Linked DNA regions of Mus musculus: region 1 is linked to region 2. Evidence: chromatin contacts called from public promoter capture Hi-C data. All regions are on one chromosome and are shown on one strand. Each heading gives the region's core, a stretch centred on a gene start, on an enhancer-like site or on the middle of the called end of the contact. The rest is flanking DNA. Distances are from core to core; before and after follow the strand shown.

Evidence for each region. Promoter capture Hi-C pulls out the DNA fragments that hold promoters and counts their contacts.
Region 1: a promoter capture Hi-C map of pre-B cells shows a contact between it and region 2, with 2.8 times the contacts expected there. The contact joins the promoter of Crnde here to the promoter of Cnep1r1 in region 2.

The regions. Positions count from the first base shown.
Region 1 is chr8:92,354,449-92,358,908 of GRCm38.p6, forward strand. It overlaps Crnde (colorectal neoplasia differentially expressed (non-protein coding)), which reads right to left and starts at 1,672. Exons shown (of 4, transcript NR_110452.1): 1 at 1,240-1,672. It overlaps Irx5 (Iroquois homeobox 5), which reads left to right and starts at 3,348. Exons shown (of 3, transcript NM_018826.2): 1 at 3,348-3,981. The coding sequence starts at 3,736.
Region 2 is chr8:88,116,442-88,121,309 of GRCm38.p6, forward strand. It overlaps Cnep1r1 (CTD nuclear envelope phosphatase 1 regulatory subunit 1), which reads left to right and starts at 2,318. Exons shown (of 6, transcript NM_029074.3): 1 at 2,318-2,428; 2 at 3,339-3,410. The coding sequence starts at 2,404. It overlaps Gm2716 (predicted gene 2716), which reads right to left and starts at 2,166. Exons shown (of 8, transcript NR_151771.1): 1 at 1,925-2,166.

The DNA.
Region 1 (4,460 bases), core at 422-2,921, 4.2 Mb after region 2:
ATAACGATGCACACCTGTGTCAACATTCTCCAGCAAGACAGCCTTATCAATCATAATCCTTTAAGAACACTCGAAAACAGCCAAGCGATAGGACAGAAGCAATCTGTTGCCTTTCCTGATGCTGCTGCTGTGTCTCAGCCACAGAAATGACGAGATCTTTAAAATCCTGCGGGTCTACTTTTGTAAGTCTTTAAAGTTTTCACTGTAAACAACTATTACACTAAGCAAACAGGCGTCACCTCCTTTGCACTTGATAGAAACAATGACAGCCCTACTTGTCCAGAACTTGAAGAGCAAGCGCCATGCCAGATCTTGGCAGCACAATCGTAGGTCTTATTTTAAAGCTCGATGTTTTAAGAGCTAGGCATAACTAGATCCGTGCAGACACGACAAACCAATAAACCCTTGGCAAGTTTTTAAATGAAGCTTAACAAGCCAACATTAAAAACAGAGTAACCTAGCCCTAGTACATGTTTAGAAATATACAAATGCAGCAGTAAGGGGGAATAAACGAGTCTTGGTGATCTGGCATGAGGGTCCTACCTCTGCTGGTGTATAAAAAGCTTCAGCGACAAGAGACCCGGAACTACAGCTAACAAGTGAACAGTTTCCCAAATGGAAAAGCTGACGGAACAGAAAGGAAAAAAAAAAAAAGGTGTTTGTGTGGGGAGGAGTGTTGATTCTCCCCTAGTATCAAGATAAAAAGTTAAAACCTTGTGTTTGCCAGCAAGAATGTGTTTACCAAGCGAGAATATAAAAGCTTTCTTGTAAACATGGAGAAAAGGACGCCAGATGCTATCTGAGTTCCGTCTGCCTGCTAATGATCAGCTTTCGCCTTCCCTCTCTTATTAACGCGGTTCTGTATCAGACGCAGGCGGCTGAGGCCAGCAGAGCAGCAGAGCCATCAGTGTGCAAATAAAGCAGAAAATAGAGACATCCTTAAGAAATGAGCCTTAAATTTGATGTAGAGCGGAGGTGACAACCAGAGAAACAAAATCGCAAATTCTAAATGTTTCAATATCTTGCAGGACACTTTCTAGTCCTTCACACACACCAAAAAAAATAAAAAAAATAAAAAAAATAAAAAAAAAGAGAGAGAGAGAGAGAGAGAGAGCAGAAAAAATATAGAGTGGGGAGCAAGATGGGGAGGGGGAGACAGAAACAGTCAAGTCGCCCAAGTGGCAGGATTATGTAATGAGGATGTCTGCGTGACAGACTTGGGCTCTCGGTGGCACAAACCTCCTTGGCTCGCTTTCAGAAGTCTTCGTCCTGGACCAGAGCCGAGACACTGATGCCGGGGACACGCGTGGGCCAGGGAGACACGCCCACGCGCGCCTGCCCGCACTCAGACCGCGGGGCCCTGCTGCGTCCACCGCCATCGGCTTGGTGCGCGGCTCTGCGCGGGCCGCGGACGCTCCCTCGTGGCAGGCCGCGCCGACCGTTAGCCGGGCTGAGCGGGCGGAGCCGGGGGGCGGTGCGGACGCGGGAGGCGGGGACCCGCGCGTCGGGGCGGGGACGCTCCCTGAAGAGCTCCGGCCTACCCCGAACCCGGAATGGTCAGCCCGAGAGGCAGCCTCAGGCCGCCGCACGCTCTCCAGGGCTCCGGTTTCGCGTGCCGATCAGTCTAGCTCGCAGCCGCCCGCTTCAGCAGCCGACCGCTTCTGGTCTCCATGACAATACGCAGCCAAAGACCCTCCCAGCCACGCCCCCTGGCGCTGGAACTCCGAGGGAAGCGGATTACGTCATCCAGAGGAGGGGCTAATGGAGACCAACGCCCAATCAGAGGCGAAGCTGTGTAGGGGAAGGGCGGGGTAGGCCTAGAGGTTCTTGGAGAATGTAGTCCGCGGGGTCCAACCTCTCGGGGGCGGAACCTGTATCCTGAGTGCTAAGTGAGGGGGCAGTCTGCGCGCGTGCGTGAATGCGCGCCGCGGTGCGGGTCCCTGTGCGATCCGCGTGGGGTTAGTGTTTGCCACGGCCCCAACCGAGCAAACTGCTTGCTGGCTAGTGAGAATCATTACAGGAAACTTTGTGTATTGTTACGCTCCAGCCTGCGCGTGGCTGGGTTGTGAAAGGCCACAAAATGCTTGATGTGTGGTGTGTGCACTCTGCCGCCGGCGGTCCTGGTTTACCAGCGCCCCTGTCTGTCCCAAAGCTTCAGTGCGTTTGTAATTTGCGGCGGCGGGAGGTGGAGACCAGGGACTAGGGTCTGTTTTGCCTTCTCACTGTGTGGCCGTGGGGGGTTTGGGGAGGGGGTGTTCCGAGAACTCTGCCTGGGACTCTGTGGTGTGTGTTTGCCGGGCCAGCGCCTCGCTGAACAAACAGCGGTTGGGTTGGACACTGTTCACTGCCCAGTGTTTGCAGTGGAACTGGGGCGGGGGCGAGCGAGGGTGGAAGGCGACTTAGTGGAACAAAAGGGGCGAGACCCCACACCCTCCGGCTCCACAGACCTGACGGGGCAAGCTGCTCGTGGCTAGACATGAGAAGCAGGCATCGCTACTTGGGATGGCAAGGGGCCGGGGGCGTCTGGGGGACCGACTCGGGTAGAACAGCTTCTCCGTCGGGCACTTCTTGCCCACTGCCTTCCTCGTTCCAGAGAAAAGTCACACCCCCAGCCAGAGACCCCAGAGTCTCCTCTCTAGCCTCTTCTCGTCGTCTGCCAGGGATGGGTGGAAGGAAGGGCTAGCGGGGCCCCTTCTACTTAGGCCTGGCTCTTGCCCACCTGCTGCAGTTGCTGGCGCAGAAAGGCGGTCATCTCGGCCTCGCTGTGCCCTGAGCGCCGGCATCCATCGACTCTCCCTGGGATCTGAATTCCAGGTCTCCAGCTCAACCTAGAGACCTCCGGCAGGAGGGAGAAGCCACTGTGGAGCGTGGAGGGAGAAAAACCACCTCCCAGCCCAGCTCTCGGGAGAACAAGACGTCCGCCAACTTCGCTATTCGCACTGGCGAGGAGGGCGCAGAGCGTTCTCCCGAGCGCAGCCCGCTGCATCTTTCCCTTTGTGTTCCCGAACGGCCCGAGCCAAGACTAAGGCCAGTTGTACGTCGAGATTGCCGCTCCGCCCAGAGTTAGCAAAAGGAGAGCAAAGTTGGAAGCGATCGGCGCGCTTGGGATGTGATTGTCATCCTGGGGCCGGCGCTCGAGAGTCTGAGAAAGAGAGAAGGAGAGGAAGAGTCGGGAGGGAGGAGGGGGAGGCCGGGCAGAGGAGGAGAGGGGGGTGGCGGAGGAGAGGCGGGCGCTAGGGAGGGGCGAGGGGAGCGCCAGTGAGCGGGAGAGGAGCCGGGGAGGAACAGGGAGAGGGCGAGACGCGCCTGGCGGCCGGGTTGGCTGCCGCCGGCCAGAGGCTCCTGCCAGTCCCCCCACCGACTACACCCCGGGAAGGAGGAGCTTCGCGCGCACACAAGGCGTCAGAATCCTCAATTTCCAACTTAGCATCTTGGCAGGACCTTTGCAAAGCCAAAAGCAGAGCCCCCCGGTGCAAAGAGCGAGGGAGGGGGGTGGGGGGAGAGAAAGCCTAGCCCGGGCAAGCGGGGCGCGCAGAGGAGCGGGCGCGGCGGTCGCAGCCAGAGGCGCGCGGGAAGCCAACCAGGAGGCGCCGCGGGCCGGAGCCCGGGAGCCGGGGCTCGAAGAGCTGCGGCCCGGGGCAGCCAGAAGCCAGGTGCCCTCTCGCTCGCCCTCGCAGGGCGCCGCCCGGCTCGTTGGCCGCCGCGGCGCGGCGCGCCCCATGCCCGTGTGTGGCCATGTCCTACCCGCAGGGCTACTTGTACCAGCCGTCCGCCTCGCTGGCGCTCTACTCGTGCCCCGCATACAGCACCAGCGTCATTTCGGGGCCCCGCACGGATGAGCTCGGCCGCTCTTCTTCGGGCTCCGCGTTCTCGCCCTACGCTGGCTCCACTGCCTTCACGGCTCCCTCGCCCGGCTACAACTCGCACCTCCAGTACGGCGCCGACCCCGCGGCTGCGGCCGCCGCTGCCTTCTCTTACGTGGTGAGTGTGAGCTGGGTCCGAGGCGGGCGGGCGGGCGGGCGAGCGAGCGGGCAGCCGGGGCCAGGCCTGCAGAGCCCGGTTGCGGTGGACACGGGCCTAGGCGCCACCTCACCCGCCAAGCTTCGCGGCCCTTGCAAACTTGAGCAATTGTCTAATTCAGCTTCACTCGAGCCGCGGGCTCCGGAGTGGCTCTGGCGAAAGCCGCGTCTTGCTGGGATCGCCGAGCTGAAGGGAAGGCTTTGGGGCGCGGGGAGGGGGGGGGATTGATTGGTCTTTACTATAAAGAACGGCATTTGGCTCAAAGCTCTGGGACAACCCGCAAATTTCTTCTTCTTCTTCCTCCTCTTTCTTTTGGTTTTGCCATGTTGGAAAAAGTAGTTCAAAAGAAGCCGACCGGAATTCCAAACAGTAGTAGTGTGCTAAATCTATGTAAATGTGTTTGGCCTCGCCTTTAATTAATCCCCAAAATGTTGCAAATC
Region 2 (4,868 bases), core at 1,068-3,567:
CCAGTGAGGGGTGGGGAGGAGGTATGGGATGTGCAAAAGTCGGATAGCAGGGGGTTGGGGGACAGATCTGGACCAGTCTGATCTATAGAGCAAGATTCTAGACAGCCAAGGCTACACAGAGAAACCCTGTCTTGAAGAAAAAACAAAAACCAAAAAGACAGAGTTCACTGTGTAGTCTTGCTAGCCTGGAGCTCCCTGGGTAAATCTGCCTGCCTCTGCCTCCTGAGTGCTGGGACTTAACGTTTGTACCACCACACTCAGCTGCCTCTGTTCTTAAAAGAAATGGCGCCGGGTGGTGGTGGCGCACGCCTTTAATTACTTTAAGCACTTGGGAGGCAGAGGCAGGTGGATTTCTGAGTTCCAGGACAGCCAGGGCTACACAGAGAAACCCTGTCTCAAAAAAAAAAAAAAAAAAAAAAAAAAAAGTAATGGCTATGGGCAAGGGTGTAGTGTAGCATTCCTTTAATCCCAGCAAAGGCAAGAAAATCTCTGTGAACTCAAAACCTACCTGGTCAACATAGAGAGTTACAAAACAGCCAGGAATATGTCTGACCCTGGCTCAAAACATCAAGATGTCATCATCTAATAAGTATATTTTATAACTCATAGGTTTTGATCCATAACATTAAAAATTCATCTCGAAGCTGGGCATGATGGTACCATGCTTTTAATCCCAGCACTGCAGGTAGGTCTCTGAGTTCTAGGCTAGCTTACTCTACAAAGTGAGTTCCAGGACAGTCAAGGTTGCTATACAGAGAAACCTTGTTTGGAAAAAAACATAACACACACACACACACACACACACACACACATCTTTAAGTCAGGCTTGGCAACTCACACCTGAATACTTGAAAGGCTTAAGCAGGAGGACTGCAAGTTTGAAGCCAGAATGGACCTTTGTAGCAAGTTCATGACCAGCTTAATCTACAGAGAAAAACTCCATCTCTAAAACAAACAAGTCATCGTAAAAGTTTAAATGAGATAATGCATGTAAAGGGTTTGGACCAGAGAAGGCTCCTTAATGGGAAAGTTTAGAAAGTGCTACTAGGGTAGAGGAGTCTATAAAACAAAGGAGTCAGGAGCTGATAAGTGAGTTAGGGCAAAGGTTGATTAGTAAAACACACAATGTATCAATTTTGGGAACATGGCGGTGTTGCTCAAAGACCTTCTCAGCCCTGATCTGTGTGGCTGGATCCTTTCCGTCTTCTTGGGCCTCTCAGCTCAAACTTCCTTGCAACACTTCTGGACCTCCTTCCTCCTGTCTTTAATATTGGTTGCTTTTTCCATAGAGCTACTGTTATCTGAAATCAGTTGCCTACTTTTATGTTTATTGCTCCCTGAAACCTTTCACTGTGAGGAATGCAATCTTATCTACCGTGGTCATAAATATAATGTAATATGGGACAAATACAATGCGTAGCATGTCATGCAATAAATACCTCTTGAATGAATCAATGACCACCAGGAAATAAACAGAAATAACAGGTCATTTTAATCAAATGTTAATTTTGCTAACCCTGTACATATTTTTGTTATACTTACAAAGACATACTTTGTGCATTCTTTTTTTGTTTTGTTTTGTTTTTTGTTGTTGTTTTTTGGTTTTTGTTTTTGTTTTTTTGGTTTTTTTTTTTTTGTTTGTTTGTTTTTCGAGACAGGGTTTCTCTTAGCCCTGGCTGTCCTGGAACTCACTCTGTAGACCAGGCTAGCTTCGAACTCAGAAATCCACCTGCCTCTGCCTCCCAAGTGCTGGGATTAAAGGTATGCGCCACCACCGCCCGGCACTTTGTGCATTCTTTATGACTATATTGGACGACATGAGGAGAAAATAACCAAGAAAGAAATCCTTCCTTAAGGAATTGGATATCTAAAGAAGAGAAATCAAAATCAAGGAAATCTGCTTGGGGGCGCTTCTAGTACTTACTGCTGAACATATCTCAGTTTCTCTTTAGTTCCTTGAGGGCAGGGATAGATTGGTGGTCTCTCCTTAGCAACCAAAATACTGCCCAGAAGTTAGTGGGCGCTCAATCATTGTTTTAAGAACTAAGAAAGCAACCAAGCTTAAAAATAAAGTATGCTTGGACAGAATTCAGTTCCTCCCCGAGGCAGGAGGCGGCGCCATGGCTATATCAGCCTAGCTGCTCGCTATTCTCGGCCCTTCCAGTTGAACATCTAGCGCTGGGTTCCCGAAGGCGTTTGCTGAAATTAGCCAATAGAAAACTAGTTTAGTTGAGGGGTCTGGATGAGCTACCCAATAAACTCAACGTTTCTAGAAAATGGGCGGTGCCAAACGGAGGGGCTGAAGGGAGCGGTTAGAGGTGGGAGTTGGCGCTGTCGGCGGGGCGGGGAGGGCGGGCTGCGATGAGGACCGGGCCGTGGCGGTGACCGGAGCTGCCGCCCGACATGAACTCGCTGGAACAAGCGGAAGGTAGAGTGTGTCTTCCGCCGGGTCCCGTCCCGAGGCTGAGGAGGTCGCGAGGGCGGCGTGGCGGGGACGCGGGGCGCACGGCCGCCGAGGGGTGCCGCCTTCCCCCCCCGCAGGGGCTCGGGGGCCCCCCCGTCTCAGTGACGAGCCCTTGCGAGTTATAGAGTGCGAATTCATTTTCTGTTTGACAACCTAACGAACCGTAACCCTAATTTCTTCCTTGGCTTCTGTAATTGCCGGAATTTAGATGTACTCTTGGCCTTTCAAAGTTTTGTTTTATTTTGATTTTTTAAAAAACACCTCTGTGGGAATAACACCCTACTTCATTCAGAGGTACGCTCTGCCACAGCACAAGGCGTAGGCGCTGCTGCTGGCCGGACGTTCACCGGCGACCCATTCCTAGGAGGATAAGGGAGTATGTTTGTACAGCCCGTTATCTGTGTATGGAAGTCTAGTAAGCCCATACTACATAGCCATCAATTAATGATAAGAGCTAGGGCCGGAATCGGATAATTGCAGTCAATTAGACCTCATGGATTTTGATGTTTCAACAGGAAGTTCTTGGTTCCACAGAATTAGAATTAAGCTGGAGTTTGGTCCATTTATTTGTAAACACCCTCCACCGCACCCCCCAGTTTTAGCTTTTGACTCTTGGCTGAAGTTGCTGCTGGTCTTCCAGCATACCAGTTTTCAAGCTTCTAAAAGTAGACCAACTGGTTTCCAGAAATTGGGATGAACGAAAAATGATGTTTTTGTTGTGTACTTAAAATTGTTATTATATAAGCAAACGGTGCGTGACACAAGTAATTTGATGTGCAAGACCTGTTGGAGTTTGTCGATCTAAAATTTCATTTTATCAAATTTCATTTCGGACTAGAAAGAGCAGATAGAGAACTGAATTCTCTTTACCTAGATCTCAAGGCTTTCGAAAGAAGACTTACTGAATATATTCATTGCTTGCAACCTGCCACTGGACGTTGGAGAAGTAAGTTGCTGAATGCTTTCTAAGGGAAAATAAAGTGTGGTTGATAGCTTTATTCCTAAGTAGGAACGACTCCCTTTCTTTAAAACTTTTGACTAGTAAATCCTTGTTTTACTAAGCTATAAGATTTCTGAGTTTAGACAACTTTTTTTGTTTTTGTTTTTGTTTTTTGTTGTTGTTGTTGTTGTTGTTTTTCCAGACAGGGTTTCTCTGTATAGCCCTGGCTGTCCTGGAACTCGCTCTGTAGACCAGGCTGGCCTCGAACTCAGAAATCCACCTGCCTCTGCCTCTGCCTCCTGAGTGCTGGGATTAAAGGCGTGAGCCACCAAGCCTGGCTAGACAACTTTTAAATGTATTACTTAGTGCTGTTGACAACGTATTACACAGAAGTACTTAAGAAAATTATGAGCTGGCAAGATAGCTCTGGTGTATGCCGTTCAAGCCTATATCCCTCAGTTGCATCTTCAGAAGCCATTTAAAGGGGAAGGAGAGGGCAGACTCCACAAACTTCTCTTCTGACCTTCACATTTGTGCTGTGCTATGACATGCATGCCTATATATACCATGCAGCTACACACACACACTAAATAATTTTTTAAAGAAAAAGGAAATTATAACTGGCTACCCTAAAAGGAGAGACTATTTTATATGGTTGAATTGTTATTTTTTATGAAAATACATATTTTTTAATTTTAAGTGCATGCCTGTTGCCTGCAGAGTCCAGAAGAGGGTACCTTATATCCTGCAACAGGAGTTGCTAGTGATTATAAGCTATTGTGTGGGTGCTGGGGACTGAACCCAGGTTCTCTGCAAGAACAAGTGCTCTTAACTTTTGAGCTATCTCTCCAACCCCACCTCCAATAATATTTTTTTTTTATTTTATGTATGGGTGTTTTGCCTGCACATATGTTTGTATACTACATATGTGCAGTCCCCAAAAGATTCTCTAGGACTGGAGTTATAGAGGGTTGTAAGTTGTCATGTGGGTGCTGGGAATTGAACATGGGACTTGTAGAAGAGCAGCCGGTTGAGCCATTTCTCCAGCCTTAAGAGACATATTTTTAATTAAAAGTTGTAACTTTCAGCTGGGTGGTGGTGGCACACGCCTTTAATCCCAGCACCACCCGGCTGAAAGATTTCTGAGTTTGAGGCCAGCCTGGTCTACAGAGTGAGTTTCAGGACAACCAAGGCTATACAGAGAAGCCCTGTCTCGAAAAATAAAAATAAATAAATAAATAAATAAATAAATAAAAATAAAAAAACAAACAAACCAAAAAACCAAAACCAAAAAAAAAAAAGTTGTAACTTTCTTTTTTTATTTTTTGGTTTTTCAAGACAGGGTTTCTCAGTATAGCTCTGGCTGTCCTGGAGCTCACTTTGTAGACCAGGCTGGCCTCGAACTCAGAAATCCGCCTGCCTCTGCCTCCCAAGTGCTGGGATTAAAGGCGTGCGACACCACGC